Linked DNA regions of Hordeum vulgare: region 2 is linked to region 1. Evidence: chromatin contacts called from public Hi-C data. All regions are on one chromosome and are shown on one strand. Each heading gives the region's core, a stretch centred on a gene start, on an enhancer-like site or on the middle of the called end of the contact. The rest is flanking DNA. Distances are from core to core; before and after follow the strand shown. Region 1 holds the start of LOC123447749 (thioredoxin-like protein 4B). Region 2 holds the start of LOC123447751 (receptor protein kinase-like protein ZAR1).

Region 1 (6,151 bases), core at 1,206-3,705:
TAAAACTAATATGATATCCCTGTTGGTGCGTACAATTCAGTATCAACCTAACCAACTCTTTGAAGTTCGATTAAGTTCAGACCGCAGCCACAGATACATTTTCTCATATGTTTGAAAGTTTCTCCATAAATCTTTCATGCAATCTATTTGAAATTCCAAATGAGTCATGTCAAATCTTTTGTAGATCTTGGAATGTGTAGTCATTAATATAAACTCAGTTGTCAGGAGTATCAGAGGAAAATGGATGTCTCTTAGATTTTTTACATCATGATACATATCTATGTGAAACCAACATGAACACAGGGTGGCAATTTTTTTGGAAATAGTAATATCAGCTAACTAGGCATTATTTGAAATACATCAGAGACAGTGGTAACTTTAGGTCGGTGTCATTCAGATACACACAGGTCATTTCAAACTCTGAAGAAAAAGGCTTGGACGGTATCAACATGAATTTATATAGGTATAGAAAAAGTAAGACGGACATATCTAAATAGCATCATAGCAAAGAAAATAACAGAGGAAGATCAAAAACATACCCTGAATCCATTTTCATGTGATGAGCATTGAAGAAAAAAATGGTTGCTGGGACCAACGTGATATCAAAATAGTCAACATACACTTGAATCTCCTCAGAATCCATGTCAACCAATGCTACCGTTGCAAATTTGGATATGTCCCAAGAAGATTTTGCGAGCTGTTGAAACAGCAAGAACAGGATAAAATCAAGAAAATAGCATACACATTACAGAATTCATAAAATTTGATGCAGAAAAGGATGTGAATGAAAAGCTTGCCATCAATAAGTTCAATTAATTTACAAACAATCCTATCAAACAAATGAGGAGAGCATGCATCAACTGATGCAAAAAAGGGCCTCAGTATAGCTGAGCCCAGCACCCCCGCGGAGGCGAGCTGAGGAGAGCATAGCTGCCTCCATCCACCCTGGCCGCCTCGCCTCGCCCGCGCCCCGCCCCTCCCGAACCCCGGTGGCGGCCTCGCCCGTGCCTTGCCGCGCGGCGCCCCTCCCGAGCCCCGGCGGCGATCTCGCCCGTCGCGCCGCGCCCCTCCCAAGCCCTTGCCCCGTCGCGCCGCGCCCCTCCCAAGCCCCGACGGCGGCCTCGCTCGTGCCTCGCCGCACCGCACCCCTCCCGAGCCCCGGCAGCGGCCTCGCCCTCTCCCTCCCCGCCAGGACTCCTCTCCCTGCGCCCCGCCGACCCTCCTCTTCCTCCCTCGCAGTGCACCTCTTCCTCCTCCCTCTTCCTACCAAACAAAGTCTCACCTCAGCATGTATCAACGCATACATTACTAGCAAACAACAGCAAATGCATCTACTCAGCATGTTTACACTGGCCATGTCTTAGGTGGGAACAGCCATGCTAGGTAGGGAATGCAACCAAACACGCCCTAAGAGTGTCCAAGCATTCTTTTCCTCTGCTCCTCTTTTGTTCATGTCGCGTCACTGTAAGACATGTGTATTAACAATCTAGCTTTTACCATGATTGGCAGATTCTTCTTAGAACATACCCAGTAATCCAGTTTAAGGTTAAATCATTTGAATATCAGGTTCTGCCTCTTAACCCTACCCTGCTCAAGGCGACCAAGTTTGTAATTGCATTAGCCCTTAGTGGTTTTCAGAACTACAGGATATACAAACCAGGCTTGTCATCTCATTCCCACAGGGAAAATTATACTACTGAGTACTCCCTCTGTAAACTAATATAAGAGTGTCTAGATTACTAAAGTAGTGTTCTAAATGCTCTTATATTAGTTTACGGAGGGAGTATTTGTGAACAGACAACAGTGCGATCACTCTTAAGAGTAAAGGAAATGACTACCTCGCTGCCCTATAACCTGACAGTAAAAAGTTGAAATCGACTTCAGACAAGGTAGTAACACATAGCTTCATCAGGCCCATGTTCATCACGCGGCAACAGTTTCCTCTCCATAATAAACCTTACAACTTAACTAACAGTGTACTAGAAATCAGCACCTAATCAGGGCAGTACCTGCCAAAACGGCAAGACAAACTAATGTGCATAACAAGACCCTCCAAGAACGTAATCAGACTGAACCAACTGTTCACAGCCACTGTCAAATTCCTACCAATCCAATCACGTCGGCGCAGAAGAAATATAAGGAATCCCCAACGGAGTATTCATGGACCGGCCGGCATGACGAGAACCGGTGGAATCATACGGTAGCTACGGCGGAGAGGATAAGGGAGAGGCGCGGCGCGTCGGCGGCGATGTGCTGCGTACTTACGACGTCGTCGAGCTGGAGGCAGGCGGCGTCGGAGGCGCGGCCGAATCGGAGGACAAGGACCTTGTCGAGCGTGTCGCGGATGGCGGCGTCGACCTCCCGCTTCCGCCGCAGCGTCGGCAGCACCACCGACCCCATCTCGCCCCTCTCTCCCCTCGCCGGACTGCTGCAACCTGCAAGGAATGAAGGAAGGAAGGAATCAACGGATTCCCCACACCTATCCTTCCGCAAACAGGCCTGTCCTTGAAACGGCCCAGAAACGAATATGAGCCTGTTTCAGTCGGCCCTCGAGTAGTCTTCAGCCCAGATTAACAGCCCACACATCATTTTCTTATTCCAAAAATAACCATGTGATGATTTGTTTCTTTAGGAAAAGCCATCATATATAGTTAACTTCCCCTAAAAAAATCATATATCTAACTAACAATGGTTACATCGTATGCTAACAAACTGCTAATCAAGCTTGGGGCATATCTGAGCACAAAAATGGCAAATTGCTCCTACCTAGCCGAGCTAATTCATGAGCCATTGCATTAGACTCCCTACCACAATGCCTAATTAAAATCATACTAAATTTCTTCGTAAAATTACGGTAATGTTCAAAAATCAGAGTCGCCATCACACATTGTCAAGTTTAACTTCATCGCCTTAATCGCGGACACACAATCTATTGGATGATGACATCAAGTCGCATTGCCAAGAATAGACCTTCCTGCAGGGCTGCAGCTGTTGTAACCACATCCGCAACCTGCTCCAGCCTAGCCATTTCCCATGCTAGCAAAGGCACTAGTAGGTTTGCTCTTTTGCACCACAAGCACGTGAGTTATCTTTCTCTTAAGAATGATGCATGGGTTGACGTTAAGGATCTGATAGACATCTTTTTTTCAACAGTTTAACCATGGCTCTGCCTTCTAACAAAGCGAGTAAATTTAGAGTCATTGCTTGTATTGCCATTGATGTATGTCTCGGTGGTGGACCTCCTTCTCATGTGCACACTGCCGTACTTGCCACCAAATATAGTAGCAACACCATATTTAGTGTTTTGTGGTCGTGTCATTGCAGAGGTTGGATTTATTTATCTTATCTAATCGATTCATTGACAATCAAACCTTTTCGTCAAAAATGTCAAGTCCAATATTGAGTACTTTTTTAAGATTGTCTAATATATACCATTGATGAGGCGTGTTAATTAACAACTTACCGAGACAGCTCTATGACCTGCAAACCAAAAAAAGATATGTGTATTATTATTATTATTATTTTATTATTATTATTATTATTATTATAGTCCTACTACTACTATTCTCATTTTCATTCTCATTCTCATTCTCATTATTATTATTATTGTTGTTGTTGTTGTTGTTGTCGTCGTTGTGTCTGTGTGTTTTTCCGCATATTAAATAACATGGTAATAGTACTGTTATCATATAATTAACAAAAAAATACATAACTTTTTTAAATAATTTTTCTGAATTGTATTCCATTTTCTAACTCGGTTCATGTTTACAACTTTAAATACAAAATATGTGTCAACCCATACAACTCCAATATAACCAAACAAAATTATGTGATGGACATGGTTGAATGGTGTGAAGGAGAAAATTACACGTTGGTACCACATTTGGGGCACTAGTGGTGAATTGGTACCAAGATCGGTATTTTTTACGTGTTAGTACCAAGTTTCAGGCTATACGTTGCAAATCGAGCTAAACAAAGTATTTTAATGTATTGATGCCGAAACTGACGACCGAGCCCTGATACGTCTCCAACATATCTATAATTTTTGATGGTTCCATGCTATTATCTTGTCAACTTTGGATGTTTTATATGCATGAATATGCTATTTTATATCTTTTTTGGGACTAACCTATTAACTCAGTGCCAAGTGTCAGTTTCTGTTTTTTCCATGTTTTTTGCCCATTTTCAGACGGAGTCCAAATGGAATGAAACTTTACGATGATTTTTTTTGGACCAAAAGAGACCCCCGAAGCTTTGGAAGAAGGCCAGTAGAGCCACGAGGGAGTCACAAGCCCTGACGCCGCCACCATCACCACCACCACCCCCCCGGTGGTGGCGACCAGGCTTGTGACCTCCTCGTGGGCCCAACTGACGCAATTCCACCGCCATAAATTCCTATAAATTCAGAAACCCCCAAAAAGAAACCTAGATCGGGAGTTCCGCCGTCGCAAGCCTCTGTAGCCACCAAAAACCAATCTGGAGCCCGTTCTGGCACCCTGCCGGAGGGGGAATCCATCTCCGGTGGCCATCTTCATCATCCCGGCGATCTCCATGACGAGGAGGGAGTAGTTCTCCCTCGGGGCTGAGGGTATGTACCAGTAGCTATGTGTTTGATCTCTCTCTCTCGTGTTCTTGAGATGTCTTGATCTCGATGTACCATGGGCTTTGCTACTATAGTTGGATATTATGATGTTCTTCCCCCTCTCCCTTCTTGTAATGAATTGAGTTTCCCCTTTGGAGTTATCTTATCGGATTGAGTCTTTGAGAACACTTGATGTATGTCTTGCACGTGTCTATCTGCTGTGATCAACTTGCGGGTTTGTGACAATTGGGAACCTATGCATATGGGTTGGCACACGTGGATTCATGTGAGTACTTGATGTATGTTTTGGTGATCAACTTGCGGGTTCGTGACATTGAGAACCTATGCACAGGAGTTGGCACACATTTTGACTCTCTGGTAGAAACTTTGGGGCACTCTTTGAAGTTCTATGTGTTGGTTGAATAGATGATTCTGAGATTATGTGATGCATATCGTATAATCATGTCCACGGATACTTGAGGTGAAAATGGAGTATCTAGGTGACATTAGGGTCTTGGTTGATATGTATCTTAAGGTGTTATTCTAGTACGAACTCTATGATAGATCGATCAGAAAGAATAACTTTGTGGTGGTTTTGTACCCGACAATAATCTCTTCGTTTGTTCCCCGCTATTAATGACTTTGGAGTGACTCTTTGTTGCATGTTGAGGGCTAGTTATATGATCCAATTATGTTATCATTGTTGAGAGAACTTCACTAGTGAAAGTATGAACCCTAGGCCTTGTTTCCACGCATTGCAATACCGTTCGTGCTCACTTTTACCATTTGTTACCTTGCTGTTTTTGTAATTTCAGATTACAAAAACCTATATCTACCATCCATATTGCACTTGTATCACCATCTCTTCGCCGAACTAGTGCACCTATGCAACTTACCATTGTATTAGGTGTGTTGGGGACACAAGAGACTCTTTGTTATTTGGTTGCACGGTTGCTTGAGAGAGACCATCTTCATCCTACGCCTCCTGCGGATTGATAAACGTTAGGTCACCCACTTGAGGGAAAATTGCTACTGTCCTACAAACCTCTGCGCTTGGAGGCCCAACAACGTCTACAAGGAGAAGGTTGTGTAGTAGACATCAAGCCCCGTGCGCCGGGCACCACGCTAGGCAACCGGCACGCGCCCGCACGCTGACTAGGACCGGTCTGGTTCAACCGTTCGACCACTCTCTCGTGTCATCATCTTCCTGTGTCGTTGAACCCTAGTTCTCCCGCTCCGGCGATGGCGGCGACGACCTTGGGCAGTGGTGCCGGTGGTAGTTGTTGGAAATATGCCCTAGAGGCAATAATAAAGTAGTTATTATTATATTTCCTAGTTCATGATAATTGTCTATTATTCATGCTATAATTGTATTAACCGGAAACCGTAATACATGTGTGAATATATAGATCACAATGTGTCCCTAGTGAGCCTCTAGTTGGCTAGCTCGTTGATCAATAGATGATCATGGTTTCGTGATCATGGACATTGGATGTCATTGATAACGGGATCACATCATTAGGAGAATGATGTGATGGCCAAGACCCAATCCTAAGCATAGCACTAGAT
Region 2 (6,151 bases), core at 1,797-4,296, 920 kb before region 1:
AAAGTTGCTCTTAGCGCAGTAAGCAATCTCTCTTTTGGAAATATGCATTAGTCTAACATCCACATTACTAATTGCGATCTCCATACTAGTAGATTATGAAGTTTCGACGGCAGAAACATGACTGCAGGAACGGTAAGGCGAGAAAAGGTGGCGCTGACAGCGACACTAACCGGTAAGCCAGGGCAAGGGCCAACCGGAGCATCGTCGTCGCATCATCATCATCATCCAGATGCTGCTGTTGCGCTGCGGTCCATGGCATGCATATGCACAGCACTGGACAAGATTGCATATGTACACGCCCATCTGGCATATGTTGGAAGCTTTTTCACGGCGACCACCAGGCACCATGTCCATGACTCTGTACTGTGCTAGCCGGTCACTCGGCTGGACCAGCAGCACCGGCGGCAGGCTAGAATCCAGCGCACAGCGATGCATTTCGCGTGGAGAGGCCGCACTCCAGCAATCCAAAGGAGCACAGCCTTGCGCCATGACTCGTGCTTCATCAGACGTTGTTTGTGGGTACCGTAATGGTATGGACGACGACGACAACGATCTCTACTTTTGTAGAGTATCGGAAGCCTTAATTAATCGCTAGTCCCATTATGCCCTGCCGTTTGTTTTGGTTAGGTTCTGTTTTTGTAAGTCGGAGATGGCTTTATAGCCTTTGGATTTGCATGAAGGTTGTCGAACCAGTTCGTAACAGTCCCTAAGAGTGTCGCTGGCAGGTGGGCCCGATGGACGTTCGGTCGGAACTCAGAGCAGAGCGGAGCAGAGCAAACAGTTGGAAAAAGAAGCGGGAATCGTAGGGGGGGGGGGGGGGGATGTTACGTACCGCGCAGTGCGGTGGCGAGGTTGCCGTTGTTGATGAAGTCGGTGACGACGAGCTTCTCGTCGGCCGACCAGTAGTAGGCGCGCAGCCTCACCACGTTGGCGTGCCGCACGCGCCCGATGGCGCCCGCCTCGGCGGCGAACTCCTTGTACCGCTCCGGGGCCGCCGTGCCGCCGCCCAGCCGGCGCACGGCCACCGGCGTCGTCCCGTTGCCCACCACCACCTTGTACACGATCCCCTTCCCGCCCTTCCCGAGCACGTACGCCGACGACCGCAGCAGCTCGTCCAGCTCCATCCGGAACCCCTTGTCGATCGCCACCAGCTCCCCGTCCTCGCCTCCGGCACCGCCCCCGCCCCCGCCCCCGCCGCCGCATTTCTTCTCGCCGCCGCCGGCGTCTGACCCTTCGGACGAGTCCCCGCACGTGCTGGCGCGCATGCACGGGCAGGCGAAGAGACCTCGCCCCTCCTCCTCGTCGTCGTCGTCGCCGTCCCGGCGCCTGTCGCGCAGCTTCCAGTATATGTACACCACGATGACCCCGATGAGGGCGACGCCGGCCGCGTCGGCGACCGAGATGAGCACAATGAGGCTGGTCTTCATCGGCTGGCTAGGCCCACCGGCGCTGCCGCTGGAGCCAGTGGTGGTCGGGGGCGGCGTGGTTGATGCCGACGGCGGGGCCGCGCGGCAGGGGACCTGGAGCGGGAAACCGCAGAGCCCGGGGTTGTTGAGGAAGGCCGTGGGGCCCTGGCTGGCGAGGGACCCGGACTGCGGGATCTCGCCGGAGAGGTTGTTGAAGCGGAGGTCGAGGGTGACGGTCGCCGGGAGGTGCCCCAGCTCCGGCGGCACCGCGCCGGAGAGGTGGTTGCGGGAGATGTTCAGCGTGCCGGCCAGCGCGGGGAGCCTGCCGAGCTCAGGCGGGATGGCGCCGGTGAGGGAATTCGATGACAGGTCGAGCAGCTGCAGGCTTTCCATCAGCGGCAAGGCGGCGGCCGGCATGCGACCGGAGAACCCATTGTTGGAGAGCAGCAGCCGCTGCAGCTGCCTGCAGCGGCCGAGCGCCGGCGGGAGCGGGCCGGCGAGCGAGTTCCTGGAGAGGTCGAGGTTCTGCAGGCGCGGGAGGTCGCAGAGCGAGGCCGGGAAGCCGCCGGTGAGGTTGTTGTCGTAGAGGAAGACGGAGCGGAGGGACGTGGCGTTGGAGAGCGCTGGCGGGACGGCGCCGGACAGCCGGTTGCCGTGGAGGTTGAGCCGGCGGAGCAGCGCGAGCGAGCCGAGCTCGGGCGGGAGGGAGCCCGAGAGGTTCTTCCCCGCGACGGCGACGCCCGCCACGCGCGCCTCGGAGGAGGAGGTGTTGACGCAGGCCACCCCCGGCCAGCGGCACGGGTCGGTGTCGTTGGCCGACCACGCCGCCAGCGCCGACGTCGGGTCGTCGGTCACCGCGGACTTGAACGCCAGCAGCGCGAGGCCGTCGGGCGACAGCGCCGCCGCCGCCGGCGACGTGGCCAGCACGAGGAGCAGGATTCCGAGTGAGGAGTGCAGTAGGCTCCTCATCCTCTGCAATAATCGTGTCACCGTGCGTGCACTGGAGAGAGAGAGAGAGAGGTGGTTGTGGTTGCGCCCGGTTGGCGAAGCGTATTTAAGGCGTGATTGATACTGGCGGACAGGCATGCATGCACATCTATCTGGGCCAAACTGCATGCACCGTGGGTAGCTACCAACTATGGATCCGCGCATGCTGATTTGATTAGCAAGCTCGCTCAATGATGCTTAGTAAGTTACTATAGTCGGTGTAGCACTGTTTGTGTTGAGGTTCGACTCTTTTGTGGTTTCTTTTCGCACCCACGGGCTGAGCACCATGGCACGGGTTCTTGAGCGATCGAGAAAAGCTTTGGAGAGGTTGGTGACGCAGTGATGGATGGATGGATGCATGCATGCCAGTGAGCCGGTAGTGTGGAGGTGGTTACGGTGGTGGCCCGGCCATGGGTGCCAAGCAAGAGGGAGAGCGGCGGTGGAGGGGAGTAGAAGGGAAGCAAGGCCCGGGGTGGGAAGCAAATCATGTGTTTGTGTGTGGCCAATGGCCAAGGAGTAGATGGACTACTAATTCCTGCGCAGCGAGATTGAGTCTGAGTGGCCTCTTTTGGTGGACGTGCGTGGTGCCATCGTGCTGCTGTGGCTAGCCCAGACTGGACCGGATCGCGACAGATATATAAAAGGTTGACTCTCTTCTGTGCTAGTCTTGGTCCCATGCCAAATGGAGTTCAATAGTTCATGCAGCTAGCAGTATGGAAAACGGTGGCGCTTGATTCCCTGAAATCACCACGTTCCGGTAGGCACCATGACCTTTTATTTGTTTGTTTGTTTAGGAGCCGCTTGATTGAAGTGAAAGCTAAACAACCGGCCGGCGTTTCAGGTCAAAAGTCAAATTAAACTGCTTCTTTCTTTCGTTGTGGGGCGATTTGGGGTAGATAGAATAGAAGCCGTTAGAAACATGGGACGGCCGGCCGGCCGGCAATCAACATCTGACGGCGATCTTGGTACATATGCCATGCACGGCCACGCATCCGAACCACGAGTCCATATAACGAATTCTACATATGCACCGTTTTCACCGTCAGAAAGAGTAAAGCTGGCACCAAGAAGCAGTGGTAGGCTGGCAGCAATCCCAAGTTATCAGGTTGCAGCAAACGCAAGCTACGTATGTGGCGGAAGGACAACGCTCTGGTTATGGCATCAGTGGTTTTCAACATCATCTGCACCAGTTATAAGAACAATAAACTACTGTATATATATAGGGCAGATAAAGGAGATAAAAAGTGCGGGGTCGTACGTATTGCTGCTAACTTGACGAGGAGATGTTGAAAACGAAAAGTACACAGGAGGAGAGGTGTGTGGTGCTGCATCGGCCTTTTCCCATACATTGCCTCCTTTAGAGCATCTCCAACAACACCCGCGCTTCGCGTGGCGCCCAAAAAACCTGTTTGCCGCGCGCCCATCGCCTGGTTTGGCGCGTCGCGCAGCGCTGGCTACAGCAGTGCGTAAAAATGCAGCGCGCGCACAACATTTCCAACTAGAATAGATTGCAAAATCAGCAAAATAAATAGATTGCATAAAATAAAAAAAGATACAAAGTTATTTTACATAGATTGCAACTAGATAGATAGTTCGAAAATATAGATAGATAGTTCGGTGCAAGTAGATAGATAGTTTAAAAACATAAAACTTTTAATCCCAGTCGCTCCAATCATCTGCACCATCATCATCGTCGTTGGTGTCGTCAGAGGTTGACAGCCAGATGTCCAACCAACGCTCATCTTCTTCAGTGAAGAAGGACCTCCCGCCTGCTGCGACGATGTCGGCCTGCGCACTCGCCAATGCCTTCCGCCGACGCCTGTCCAACCGCTCCTCGCGGCGCCTTGCCCAATAATCCTGCTCGTAGGCGACGTCCTCCGGGTGGCGCCGGCGCCACTCCGCCATGACCCGCTCGTCCTCCTGGGTGACGAGGAGGCGGCGCTGCCGCGCAGTGTGCTCCGCACGGTCTTGTGCGGAGTTTAGACGAGACGGGGGGGAGGGGGGGGGGCGACGTCCAACGCCTGCTAGAGCGTGTGGACGTCCTAGAAGTTCATCTGGCGGCGCGGCCTGCCTAGGCGCCACGCCGCCGCGTCGAACGCGCGGGCGGCCTCGTGCGCCGTGTCGTACGTGCCGAGGCTGAGCTGGAGATCGCCGGAGCGTATCTCGGCGTAGAACCCCGTTGGGGCGCTGGCAGACGTTGCGGTAGCCCGACGCAGAACGGTGGCGCGGCGACATGGTGGCGCGTCGGGGGCGGGGCGCTGGAGCGGTGGCGGCGCGCTGGGGCGATGGCGGCGCACGAGGTAGAGGAAGAGAGAGAGCGGTGGCGGCGCGCGAGGGACCGGTGGAGCGCTGCGTTTTATAGGCGCGCGGGAAGCGGCGCGGCAAAAATGACGCGCGAGCTGCCGCCTTTTCGCGCGCGCGCAAGCGGTTCCCGCGCGCACGGTTTTCCCGCTGTCGCTGGAGCGCGCCAAACTGTCCCGCGCGCGCTAAAATATCGGTTTACCGCGCACGTCTTTTTGCGCGGCTGTTGAAGATGCTCTTATAAACACGATGTATCGCTTGGGAGCAATTAAACATCACTGCCTTGCAAAAAAGGGTCTTGCGTTTTGAAGCGAGACCCATGGCATGTCAACTTCTTAAGCAGCGCTGAAATATATGACACGTTTGGTAATTCCTTCGTCACAGTTTATAAGGCATGCATGTGTACCTAGGTCGTCAATTTAACTTATACTCCCTCCGTTCCTAAATATAAGTCTTTGTAGAAATTCTACTAGTAGACTACATACGGATGTATATAGACATACTTTAAAGTGTAGATTCATTCATTTTGCTCCGTATGTAGACTCCTAGTGAAATATCTTAAAAGACTTATATTTAGGAGCGGAGGGAGTATAAAATATATTGTTTAACATAAAAATTATATCATTAGAAAATAGAACATCTAAAGTTTCTAATGATATATTTTTTGTAATATATGTCTCTCATTAAGTTGGTCAAATTGACGACCTAGATACATGTGCCGGACTTATAAACTGAAACGGAGGGAGTAGACTGCATATGCCCCCGTCGGGCCCGCACAATGTAGTTTTGGGTACAATGTAATCTTGGACTGCATAGGAATCTTGACGTGCACGGACTTTAAAGCACCTCTCTGCCTGACTCACGAGGAACGCTTGAATCACACGTTTTCTCGAAGCCAAGCCCGAGCGCTATCCGAGGCATGTGGGGGGAGACGTCTACACATGCGGGGACACGCTGGAGAAGGGCGTTGTTTCCCTAAGTCATGATAAATCTTCTCACCGCTCACTCTCCCTTCTCTCACGGCGGCGACAAACACAAGATCTGGACGGCAAGTAGCAGCGGCGAGCACCGAATCCAATATCTGGATGACAAGCATCGACTTCATCACCCCTCGGGCACGCATTCAACAATGGCGGTAAGACCTTTGCCCCGATGGCATCAATCCACGCACTCGATTTACACATCGATAACCCTATGCTTCGATTTGAGACCAAACAAAATATATCCAATTACGAATTTTAGCGGTTGAATGAGATTGCATATGATTTTCACTAACATGGGGATAAAATCAAGCATAAGCCATTTACATCCATTCAAATCTAATGCAATCCAAGAAGCATTAGAGTGCCTAGACGCGACGAGCCTTGAGGTGCTTGGAGCAGCGGCAGCCTTCAGGCTTATAATCATTGACCTCCAAGGACAGTATAGGACAATCTGGCTCAGGAGCCCTGACCACC

Evidence for each region. Hi-C and Micro-C count contacts between places; a contact is called where the count stands out from the background.
Region 2: a contact with region 1 is called in a Hi-C map of seedling, with 5 times the contacts expected there. The contact joins the promoter of LOC123447751 here to the promoter of LOC123447749 in region 1. A contact is called at or near these places in 2 of 6 Hi-C or Micro-C datasets (leaf and seedling).

The regions. Positions count from the first base shown.
Region 1 is chr4H:35,439,972-35,446,122 of MorexV3_pseudomolecules_assembly, reverse strand. It overlaps LOC123447749 (thioredoxin-like protein 4B), which reads right to left and starts at 2,455. Exons shown (of 5, transcript XR_006631531.1): 1 at 2,266-2,455; 2 at 540-697.
Region 2 is chr4H:36,362,969-36,369,119 of MorexV3_pseudomolecules_assembly, reverse strand. LOC123447751 (receptor protein kinase-like protein ZAR1) reads right to left here and starts at 3,046. Exons shown (of 2, transcript XM_045124404.1): 1 at 833-3,046. The coding sequence starts at 2,558.